Regions from separate parts of the Oryzias latipes genome. Here region 1 is linked to region 2. The links are chromatin contacts, called in public Hi-C maps. All regions are on one chromosome and are shown on one strand. Each heading gives the region's core, a stretch centred on a gene start, on an enhancer-like site or on the middle of the called end of the contact. The rest is flanking DNA. Distances are from core to core; before and after follow the strand shown.

Region 1 (5,859 bases), core at 1,398-3,897, 61 kb before region 2:
TTACACATCATTCATGTTCTGTGTGTGTCTGTTTTCTTTTGTTTCCCCTCCAGTTTTTCTCTGGCAGACTGTGGTGTCAGTTCTTGTTGTGAGGCAGTGTGGCTGTGAGGTTGGAGGTGAATGCAGTCAAGGTTAGTCAACAAGACTTCATGACACGGAAGATTACCGTGACCTTTTTCATCTGTGTTACACTGCTCTTCTAAACCAAAAGGCTCTAGATTCTGTTCTTTTTGTGACATTCAAATCCTTTGTGTACCCCTGTCACCGTCCCCACAATTTATATGCTATTAGTATACTCCTGTACTCTCCTTGTATCACAACCATCTACCTTTCAGTTGCTCTCTTTGACTGTATATGAGAACTGGACCGACTCCTCCTCGGTGGCATTCCAAATAGGATTTTCCCCGCTGGTCCAAGAAAGCCATAGATTACTATTGAGAAAAAAACAGCCATTACTCAGTATATTTGTCAGAGTTATTGCCGTTGATACATTTTTTAACATGTTCTTGCTATTACAAGTTATAAACTGGCCAACAGATACCTCCATAAAATGATGTGGTTTTACGTTGAGCGTTCAAAATGTTTGACAGATTCATCCAAGTCCACTTTCTAGTGGTAGGGGTATGGCCTTTAATAAGCTCACTCCTGATTGGCCAAGAGTGGTTGCCGTAGAAATGTTGACTCAGACCGACTTGGGCCAATCAGTGCTTGTTGGCTCCAACATGGTGACGTCTGTACTATAAAAAAAAATTGTCTGAATTGACTTAATTTCATTGGAGCTGTAAGAAAGCCATTTTCTATGGGTGACATCACACTCACTCAGTCCAGTTTTCATATACAGTCAATGGTTGCTCCTCATTTTGGATTTATCCCACATTTCTGTTTACTATTTGATTCGGTTTTGGATTTTAGATATCAATTAATTTGACACATTTCCATAGGATGAACTTTCACCACTCAAGTTATAAATTACTTTGTTAAAACCTGAACAAAATGCATCTTAATGTTAAAGATTTTTCTAAAAATGTGAATCAATTGGATTTAAAAAATAAGTAATGAATTAAACCACTTTTACATATAGAAATCTGTCAAGATTGACTCTTGAATTAATCAATTTTTACTCCAGACCTATTTTATATTCATTTAAATGTTGTCTCTTGCGTTTGCTTTACTTTCTTTGTTTGCAGTTTTGCAAAAAGGGCAAAGCTAAAATAATTGTAAATGTAGTTTAATGCTTTTGTTTCCACTTTGTTTCAATGCTTAAAAAAATAATAATAAAGTGTGTGAATCCGCCTGAATGGCAACCAGAGTAGATAAATATCAAATCTTGATTCAAAAGTGCTGCTTCTATTTAAAGCTTAGGACTGAAGCGGGCCACTAAATGAGTTTAGTAATTGGTTTGCCGTGGCCTCTGTGGAGGCTGCATCTTTCTCTTCCTGCACACATCAGCAGCAGGTGGGTAGAAATCCACAACCTCCTTTCCTCCTTATTTTTCTCCTTTTTTCCCTCACTCAGCCCATCTTTCTTTTTTCTCATTCGTCTTCCATCAGCAAGATTGAGGAGCTAAAACTGCCCGAAGCCTACTCTATCAATGCCACCCTCTTTGTTATGAAGACAGTTACCACACAGCATTTCATATTGCCTTTCTGCTCAATCTCCGATTTGTACATTTTCCTGCCTCTCACCTACCCATTTCTCTCCCACCGGGTCGCTATCTCTTTCATGCACTCTCACCTCTGAGAAACGCTCACACACTCCCCCACATACTAATGCACACACACATTGTGCATCGTGCAGTAAATGTATGTGGATTAGGAATTATTTTGTGGTTGAAATGCAGTTATTGTGGGCTAATTCTGGGCTAATTCTTTTTTTTTATTCCAGGAAGAGAAGAGCAGCTTTATTAATGTAGTTTGCCATGTATGTTGTCGTGGGTGAAATCACATAGTATTATTAGTGCATGAATTCTTTCTCAGTGCCATGGCAGTAGCTGTAAAGTGATGCAACTAAACTGTTGTGAAAATATGTGAAGGTGTGAAAAATGGCGGTTTGAGGTAGCTGGTGCTCAAAACAAAAATGATTGTTCAAGGTGGATGCTTTTGTTTTGGAAAAAAAAACAGTAATAGAGTATTGCTATTTCAATCTACCTACTGCTGGTCAATTTTGCAGCTTCAGACACCACTAATTACTAAATGTAAAGGTCTCCTGCAGCAACCACAGCTTTTTTGAAAACCCACTTCCACAGTGTAATAGTTGATACTGAACGCTCTAGGGGTTGGAAGGCCAAAGCACAGCTAAGTGGCTTCTCTTGACCTCAGTGTTGATCTCCAAACTGTCTGCTCTGACTGCACACAGACTATTATAAATGAGCGTTTGCTCCCACAGTCAAATCTCATAACACAGCCTCAGCGAATCCACTGTGCGCTGTCTCTTTAAATAACACGTCCCCCCCCACCCACCCACAGCACCCAGTACTGACACGCTAACCATACAACTGCCTTTGAGATGACTTCTGTTTGCTATTATATCACAAAGTGAGGTGAAAACACAAAGGGGAAAAAAAGTACCAGCATGACTTGAGATCGCCGTTCATCTGACCTACATTGGATTTGCTTATTGTAGTTGCTCTGTAAAGTGGAAGGCTGAATCATTAGCTTACACACGGAGTGCCCATCTGTAGCAAGAGGACAGTAATTGATTTCTCAATGTGCAATGGTACTGGAGGGGAACGGGGCACAGAATTCTCTGCCATATTGAGCATTCATGCCATAAATTGTTATGTGTATGGGGGGGATGCTTCATTTTAAGTTTCTCACATTATGAGCTGCAGTTACCCCCCCTTCCCCCATCACAATCAAGCTGCAACAGAGCTCATTGGCCACAGGGTGGCACTTGTGTGGAGGTGAGACAACGTGTCCTGTATGGAAAGTAGTCGCTGAGTGTATTATCTTAGTCAGCAACCACATAATACTTAGACTCCCCAGCTGCCAGCCCGTTCTGTGTTCAGCACAGTTGTTTTCTTATGCTTTGACAGCACCCGAATCCCAGCACCACTCCTCAGAAGGAGAGCTTTGCCGACTGCTTCCAGGCCTTATCATCAGCCACGCGTACTGTTTGTTTATGTTACTATGCCTTAGTTCACAAAAAGACTTGGCTAGAATGTAAACTTCCACTTTTGCTGTGTTTGTCGGCGGCTCTCCTGGAAATCCAGCCTCATTCCTCGGAGCCTGTTCTCGGAGCAGCCACACCAGCCTGAACTGCTCTTTTATTCAGATGAATGAGGCCTTGTTTGGCCCAGTGAATCAGACACAGACAGTCCATGTGAGAGCTTCAAGAATGTCTGGAAAATCAGGAGCTTGGTACATCTGAAGTATTTTAGACAAGTGCTTTGTTTGTGATTGCTGTGTCAATTTTCTTTCTACTTTTAGAAACATTCACAGACCGCTTCATTCTTTCATTGCATTTTTTGTCTTCATCTCTGAAAGCTTTAATCTAATAGAAATTGTCAAGATTTCTGTCCACAATTTGCTCAAGCTTGTGTTGAGCTAATAAACTCTGCTAGTGAACAATCAGGGAGGAAATGATTATTCTTTTTCCTAGGAACATTTATACATTTACTGGCCGGTGGCACTCACCTCAGAGTGCATGTGATTTGTGTAGATAAATATTTCTGAATATGCAGTTCTTTACCCAAATGGCAGCTTCAAGCATGTTCCACTCTTTTTAATGGCTTGTGCGGATTAGAAAAGGAGATAAGACATATGCAGCACACAAGTGTTTTGGTTTTTTTTCAGAGTGCTGCAGGGCAGCCAAATGTGACTGTGAATAGCTCAGACGCCTATGTGAGGCTAGACCAACGAAACAACCTTTCTGGTCTTTCAATTAAGCCATCTAATTACAGAAAATAAACACTCAATAGGTGGCAACTCACATTTTTGTTTCCTTTTGTTTTACCAAGAGAGTTTTAGTCTTTTTTTTTTTGTTTTGTTCTATTTTTAACTTTAGCTGGAGGTATTCTCAGTCCCTGAAAACCTTAAATCCTCTCATCCAGAGGCGTAAAAATAATCATATTTCATTGCATAATATCCTCGAGTTACGTAGTTGCGATATTGTAGAGGCATAGTGTTATATTGCCTCCCCTCCGGGCAGTGTCTGTTTTAATTGATTGTGTAAAAAGCCATTTTTCCTCAGATCCCCCCAACTTGCAAAGTGCCCTCTTAAAAGTCCATGAAGGCTAAAAAGGCTATGAATGATTTGAAGTCGACCTCGCCTGCCGGCAGGGAAAGGGGCGGAGCTACCCTCCGAATGAGGAACAGTACCTTCTAACAGCAGTCACACAGAGTCTTTGTTCTTCATGGCATGTTACAGACAGGCTGCTTTAAAGCCCAATCTGGAAAAGCCCAGTTCCATAATCCAAGAGAAAATACAACTTTTATTTTTGAAATACGTGCTTAACATGAATCAAATGTTTTGAATTTGAATCTAGAGAGCTCCATTTTCTTCTCTTGTTGTGGTTTGACAGCAGGAGGGTTGACTTGTTTCTGCACAGAAAGTCTTCAATAGCTTTTGAAGTACACTCCCTCCACCACCACAGTGTAACCTTTCTTTTGGTTTTCAAGCCTGTGTTTTTTTTTCTTTTCCCCAATCCCTTCTCCCCTTAACATGCCTGCTCGTCCCTGGTGAATGTATTAAATGAAGTTACTAGATATGAGTGCTTAAGAGGCCAAGGCCTCTGAGACTTGCCAAGTCTCTCCCATGCTTGGCTCAGCCATCCGTGTCACTTTTTGTGTTGCTTCAGCTACTGGCTGACTTATTTGTATTGCCGAGCATTTTTTCTCTCACTACTTGCTCTGTCTGCTGCCTCTGAGGGGCTTGTGTTTTTCCAGTGTGGAGAAATCAGGATAAAGCAAACAGTTTGTGTCAGCCACAGCTTTTGTTAAGTATTCATTTTTAATGAGTGTGAGCGGCTACCGAATCCTATAATGGGAGAGTCGGAAAGCAGCTTGTTGAGCTTTTGATGGTTGTTGTTCACTAACGCTGGTATATATTTAATCATATTTCACGTTTTTCCTCCTTATCCGTCAATGATCTTTGTTTTTTATGCTTGTTTAAGGTCATCTCTTTGATTTAATTTCTCATTAAATTGAAAAACAACGACCAAGTCTTTGTTATCTTTTAGGGGCTGAAGCCGCAAAAGTGTAGAAAAAAAGATGCTCTAGGGAAAAGGTATTGTGACGGCCTGTTTGAATGCTGAACAGAATTGAATAGACACAGTCAGCTTCTCAGATACATGCTTAGGCCTGTAGAATGTGGAGTGCTTTGCTTGTAACTGCACCGGTTGTCTTCTTTCATTATCGGTTAATGGTGCCCAACTTGACAGAGCTATGTGATAAACAGAGGAGCTGTGAAATCCTGGAGGTGGAGTTTTTCGTTTGCCTGATAATGGGATCTCATCTGCCAGGAAAGGGAGCCAGCCTCACCAGCCGGTCCAGCTTTGCTTTGCACAGCACTCAAAAGTGGACTCGCTGCACTCCACTTGCTGTGCTGCTTAAACCTCACTATGGCTGATAATGGTGGAGCATGGCTTGGTTGGTTTCAGAATTCTTTACATTTATTTTTTATTTTTATGGTTCTGCTTTTGACTCTTGAGGATATGTACATTTACAGCTTCCTTGAATATCTGTGTAGCTCAACAGAAGGTGCAGGTTCTTTGTGTTCATGCGCATTTGTGTAAATAGCATAAACGCTGACCTCGTGAAATGTATATGTTGTGCGATAAGGAGGTGTTTTGGCTGCTGGGGTTTTAGGTTACTGTGAATGTGGGGGGGGGGGGGGGGGGGGGGGGGTAGGCCCTTCTTA
Region 2 (6,026 bases), core at 2,525-5,024:
GTCTTGTTATTGCAGCTGTGTTGTCTACAATATACCTCTTGTTGCAGCACAGCAGGGGGCTGCTTTAAGCTTCTGGCCCCCGTGTCTGTCTGGGTAAAAGTGTACACCAGCAATAATCACATTCTTCTCCAGCCTTCATGCTCCCATGTCAGTGAGTGCCCATTTAACTGTATCTGGTGAAATGCCTGCAGCCCATTTAAATCGTCTAACACACATCAGATAGCGTGTTGCATTTGCATCCACGCTGATGTATTGTGGCACACAGAGGCAGGTAATTTGCATGTGATTATTTGCATATTGTACAAGGCAAGCACGCCTGACAGACCACCCACCGCTCAGTGCGAGCAGCATCTGTCTGATACACAGCTTACATGATGTATTTCTGATAGGACCAGTGTCATCAGTGCAGACTGACTGACACGAGAGGTCACCTTCAGACAGAGAGGTGGGGGAGAGACGGGGAACGGGATACTATCAAAGCAGAGGAAGCACAGCCATCACAAACGGTCTGTGGGTTTCTGCCTGCTTTTGCAGTCTGACATTAACATTCGCTGCTTATTTTCTACTATTGAACCTGTCAATCACCACTCCTCTCCCCACTGGGCGTCTGGGTTCAATGTTTGCTAGAAAATCCTAGTGTGTTTTCGTTAGACTATTTCTTCATGTCTTTTGGTGTTTGTTTGTGCTGACCAAATATACATAAAAAACACTTTTCCAACCATCATTACCATTCTGATGTCTTCCAACACCTCCCTGATACACCTCTTCCACAGACTTTCCATTCAGAGGGATAAATGTCTGAGTGTGTGTTTCCGTATCCATTACACACAGGTGTGTCATTGGTTAGTGCTGCCTTAATCAAGCCTTCCATTTCCTGTCTTTGTTTGCAACATTAAGGGCGTCATCAGGATACGGTCACTGATAGCTGTACATGCACAGCCACGACTGGATTAGCTGGCTTAGCGCACGCACAATGGGACACATTCAAACACACACAGGCAAATATTCAGTCATTTTTCACTTTCTGTTAGCATTCCTCCATTTTAGCTATACTGCTGTCGTTGAAACGATGTTTAAAAGCCCTCCATCTGTCCTCCTGTTGTCAAACATAGAAGACATGGTTCACAAAGTAATGTTAAAAAAAAAAAAAAACAGAAAAAAACTTTCGCAATTCTGGCGTTCACAAACACGTTCGTTGGCACATATGCTGACCTCAGTAAGATGGGTGTGAAGTTTCAAAGTAAGACTGAAAGCAGTAATGGCTGCTTTTTCTGCCTTTTACAGCAACCTGAGTAAAGTCTACTGACTGTGCGTGAGAACTGGACTGAGTTACCCCTCCCCCCAACTGTTCCAATCAGGAAGTACCCACTAGCTCCTTTTGGAGCCAAAATCCCATTGACTTCTATTAAGAAAAAACTATATATTACTCATTATATTTGTCAGAATAATCATTCTTGCTCTGCTACCCCTTATTCTAACATGTTCATGCTAATCCTCTTTTTTTCCAACATATTTTTCTGTTGCTCAAGTTATTCAGCTGTCCAGTCAGATGACTCAATAAAAGTAGGTTGTGCCTACCCCCCCCCCCCCAAGTAGAACATTTAAAACATTTGATTGACAGATACTTCCAAATCTGCTCTCAAGTGTGAAGAGTGGTCTTCCAACCAGCTCACTCCTGATTGACGAGGGTGGTTGCCATAGAAACGTCAACTCAGACCGACTTCGACCAATCACTGCTTACTGACTATTTCTGGTTCCAACATGGCGGCGTCCGTATCGCGAAAAATGAATTTGAACCAGACAATGCTATACTCATGTAAAGTGTCCGTTCTGCATTGACTTGAACAAATCAACTCCAGTTTTTGAAGCTGGATTCTTTTTTGCTAAGATAATGCAGATCTCTGTTACCACTTAGCCTGATTTGAGTTCCTTGGCTGAAACTGTAGTGGAGCAGACGTGTGTTGGAGGCAAAGACAAACATTGTAGTTGGACAGAGCTTAGCAGTTTTATGAAGCGTGGAGGTAACACTGGCGTTCTCAGTCCTCACTTTCTCTCACCCTCTGACATTGTTGTGCTCTACTGAGTATGGTCGCGTTCCTCGTAGCCAGAATTGATGGTCACAGTGTTCTGGATGGTACATCTCTGTTTGGGTGGTCATGTGTGATGCTTGTGACTGTTCTGTGTAAAGAGCCTCTCTTGTTGCTTGAATCCTCCATCAGCCTTTAGCCTCGATGCCTTAATTAGGATCATCTGTGAGTGCCACATGACTACTGTCTAGTTTTTTTTATTCTAATTTCCTGCTGCTAGAATAAAGAGGACCTCATAACGTTCTTAAATCTATTGCTGTTATTAATTTGCCCACAGCCGAATAAGCTGTGCCTCTGACATTTATGAGTGTGCTATTGGTTTGATTAAACAGAGAAGTAGGTTCATTTTAAAGCGGGGATCGTTGCGTTTTTTTAAGAGATGGGAAAACATTGTAACCTATCCTCTCAGTCTGAATTAACTCATTCCTAATCCTATATAGAGCGAGGCTGACAGATGGGTCCAGAGCAGAAGGTGCCAATTTAAAATCCAAACAGGTCAAGCCAAATGGAAGCAGAGAGAGGATGACACCCACGGCACCAAGGTCCTGCCAGCATCGCCTTTGCAGCTGGGACTTACCTCACTCCTCCCTCCCACACTGTTCATTTGTCTCTGCTGCTGGGCAGGGGAGCTGGCTTTGCACCGTTCCTTCTCACAAACACTGTGATCACCATTTGTTGAGTGTTATTATATGTTCCGTAGTGAGGCAGACTTTCGAGACAAACCTTCCTCCAAGCAACTCTGTGTAAAACCCACAAGCTATGAGGCCCGATCTTGTTTCTGCTGGCTCTGACAGTTGGATTTAGAGATCCTTTCTCCTTCCTCTGACGGCAGAGGCCTGGCCTGCCCTGTTCGTTCCTCTGCAGGGTCAGGAGACGAATAGTGGTGCTCATTGGGAAAGGCTGTTATTTGTGTGTATCTCTGTGTGTTCACACAGCATGAAGGCATTACGTTTGAACTCCCTCCTTATTCCCCTATCAGAAATGTTAAAGATTGCATGAACACAGAAAATCCTTTACCTCACCGGCATCAAACGCGCGTGCAGGTTTTAGTATGTGTGCGTTCTGTCGTCCAGATGGAAGTGCTTATTGAGTGCTGGCAGGAATCTCTGGCTCGGTGGAGGCGACTGAATGAAAAACGCGGAAAGAAAGCGGGGCGAAAACCCCTCTCCAATCAAATCTATCATCTTTCTCTGCGTGTGCATGTGGGCTTTTGCTAATGCAAATATGTGTGTGTGATCTCTCAAGCCAGCTCTTCCTGCCTCACCTCTCTAATCTTATCTTGTCAGAGCAGCAGATTAGTCCTCCCAGATCCCATCTTTGCCACAGAATGCCACAATCAGTCTTTTGTTCTTGGTTGTGCTCGCTCTGTCCTTGTGACAAGCAAGGTGAGCATTCCCACACTCTGCCTCGCCCCGGTTCCACGTACAGCCCTCGTGTCAATGTCACACTGCCTTCAACCCGGATCTGCCAGACCCAAGGGCTCCTCTGCCCCCGAAACATTGACAAACGAAGCAGTTTGCTGCTAACCTGGCTGAATTGCTGTACATTCCTTTCTAATGCTGAGCTGCCGCTTTCCTAACCTCTCCCTTTTCCCCTCCCTCATTCTCCACCATCTCCTTTGTACGTTTGAGATCTGCCTCTGATTCCTAACGTCTCCTTTTCACCTCCTAAAGGAAGTCATAGATCCTGGTCTGCGTTGTCCCCAGTGAGAGGAAGTGGGGGGTGGAGTGGGCCACTAACGGGGTTGGCTGAGGAAGAAGAGAGTGTTTAAAAAGCAGAGAAAATAAACAGGGGTTTCCTGTTAACAAGGTGCACTGCTTGGGCTGTCATGTGGGAGCTGGAGGCTCTGGCGGTGTTTAAAGACCAAACTTGGTTTACTTTCACAGAGGAGGAGAGGAAAAGGGCACAGAGTTTGAGAGTCGCAGGTTGTTAATGTTGTTCCCCCACTACCGAACGAGTGGCCACATTTTAAAGACTCCCTCTAATAAATATTTTGTTTTTGGTGTGTTTAACAACATTTTTTCCCTTGATGAAGGACATATATTGAAAATTAAGTTTTTCTTTGTTCAAGTCATGGTGAATCAGGAGCAGACGGGATAATGCTGTTTGAAAAATCTTGTAGTTGTCACATAAAATCTATTATCGGCAGGCCTCAAGCTCCCTGTTCCGCTCCATTCTGATACGTTCCACTTGCAGACAAATAGATCCATGAACGTCTACATTTTGCTCATTACTGTACGGCTGGATAGCTCCAATATTGCTCGCCATGTTTGTTGCACCAGTAATGCTAGGTTGGGGTTGTGAGGGGCTATAAGCCAGCTGGAGTGAGTGTACATAAAGGCATGATGGGAACCGAGTGCAGGCAACTCGGAGGCAAATTTCAAATGAACTACCACTGATCTGCAGAAACTATGTTCTAGGGAACAATGCAGTTTTTTTTATTTTAAATTTTGGTTACCAACAGCATAAACATAATCTAAGGACAACTGAGAACGCTTTTACAACACATCAAAAGGGGTTTGGAATGGGACTTTAACGTTGTTTCCCGACTACCAAGTGAGTGACTACATTATAAAAGGCCGGTGTTAACAGACACGAGAGAAAGTTTGCTGCGGCTGCTGCCCTAAACAGAAATGCGAGAAGCGATCGGTTTCAGCGGCGAAATTCGTTTGACATTGTAAAGTGGCATATTGATTTTATTCTCTTCTTGCTGAGAACAGACTACTAATCCCTCACCCTGTCCTTTTTTTTAAGTGTATACATTCACAGAATACTCCCCTTAAATAACCGCACTGGTACTCTACCCGTCTGTGTGTAGAAGGAAGCCTGCCCTTTGTAGCAGCTCCTGCTTCCAATCCCTGTAGTATTGTGGATGTACACAGGGCCCCCCTTCTCTAGAGTTGACTGCACATGCATGCAGCAACACAAAGCAAGCTGCACAGCTATTATAGACCCAAGGGGCCGGCCACCTTTAACTTGTCAGATACAGATTTAACTGACTCTCCGCCTTTATGCCCTTTCTCTGCTACTTCTCAAGTAGATGAATGCATTGAGCAGTCGGGAGGGAAAAAATAGTGTATTGTTGAGAAATACATTTAAATATTTGCCTCGTATTTTAACCTGTCTGATGCCTCGAGATTTGCCTCAGGCCATTTGGAGGAAAGAGATGGCATTGTGTTCATTCCCAAAACACCACTCTTAGGTTTATATCACCTCATGAATGAAGACGGCTTTGTACCCTGAAGGTTTCAGTAAAGCAGGAGGGCTGGTTGTAATTTTAGGCTCCTTCCAGTCTGAGGATGTAGGTCGGCTTCATTTGGCGAATGTAAAAAGTAGCGATGTAAAGGATTCAGATACGTACCGAAAAATCGATGTAGTTATACGAGTAGCAGCAGTATCAGTTAAAAACCACAGAAATGAACAACATTATGTTGGTGAAAAATGTATCAAATTGATCGGAAAGTAAATGATTGGTTTCTGGGGAATATTGCCGGTTTTTCCTCCTGTTCTGTTTCTACTGTCTTTGCCTTTTTATGTACATGTGATGCAAACAAAAAGATCTCCAATCACAAGCTTGCTTCTCCATTCCAACTGGCTGAAGGTGAACCACATTCAGGGGTGTGCGTTGTGGGCATAAACATGATTTATTTCACAGCACCAAATTAATAGGAAACCCTTTTTGGAAGCACAAAGAACAAAACAGTCTCAAAGATCCAATATGGCAGGTTCTAATGTTAGGAGCCGTCAAGTCCTTTAAGCTATGCTCACACCAGGCATGTGACGCGCATCACATATGATCGTTTAGCATTACGGTGTTCATATTGAACAAGCAGGGAGGGGCTTCTTCTTTTTCTTTTTCTACTGTTAGCTAGCACAAGTTGGACCTAGGTTGACTTTTAATGCACATTTAAATGGCCACATATTTTGTATCTAGAGCCT

The links. A called contact is a pair of places that touch in the nucleus more often than the background predicts.
Region 1: a contact with region 2 is called in a Hi-C map of embryo, with 2.1 times the contacts expected there. The contact joins two enhancer-like sites. A contact is called at or near these places in 5 of 5 Hi-C or Micro-C datasets (embryo, fibroblasts and gastrula embryo).

The regions. Positions count from the first base shown.
Region 1 is chr7:10,434,534-10,440,392 of ASM223467v1, reverse strand. It overlaps rere (arginine-glutamic acid dipeptide repeats protein), which reads left to right. Exons shown (of 23, transcript XM_023956540.1): 2 at 54-131. Among protein-coding and RNA genes, the nearest start is that of rere, 32 kb to the left of the region's middle. Within about 2 kb of position 2,647, at least 3 of the 8 cell types and tissues checked have an H3K27ac peak or open chromatin away from gene starts, as enhancers often do. A contact at or near this core is called in embryo, where this site is marked.
Region 2 is chr7:10,374,654-10,380,679 of ASM223467v1, reverse strand. The region is part of intron 4 of rere (arginine-glutamic acid dipeptide repeats protein); the gene reads left to right. Among protein-coding and RNA genes, the nearest start is that of rere, 91 kb to the left of the region's middle. Within about 2 kb of position 3,774, at least 3 of the 8 cell types and tissues checked have an H3K27ac peak or open chromatin away from gene starts, as enhancers often do. A contact at or near this core is called in embryo, where this site is marked.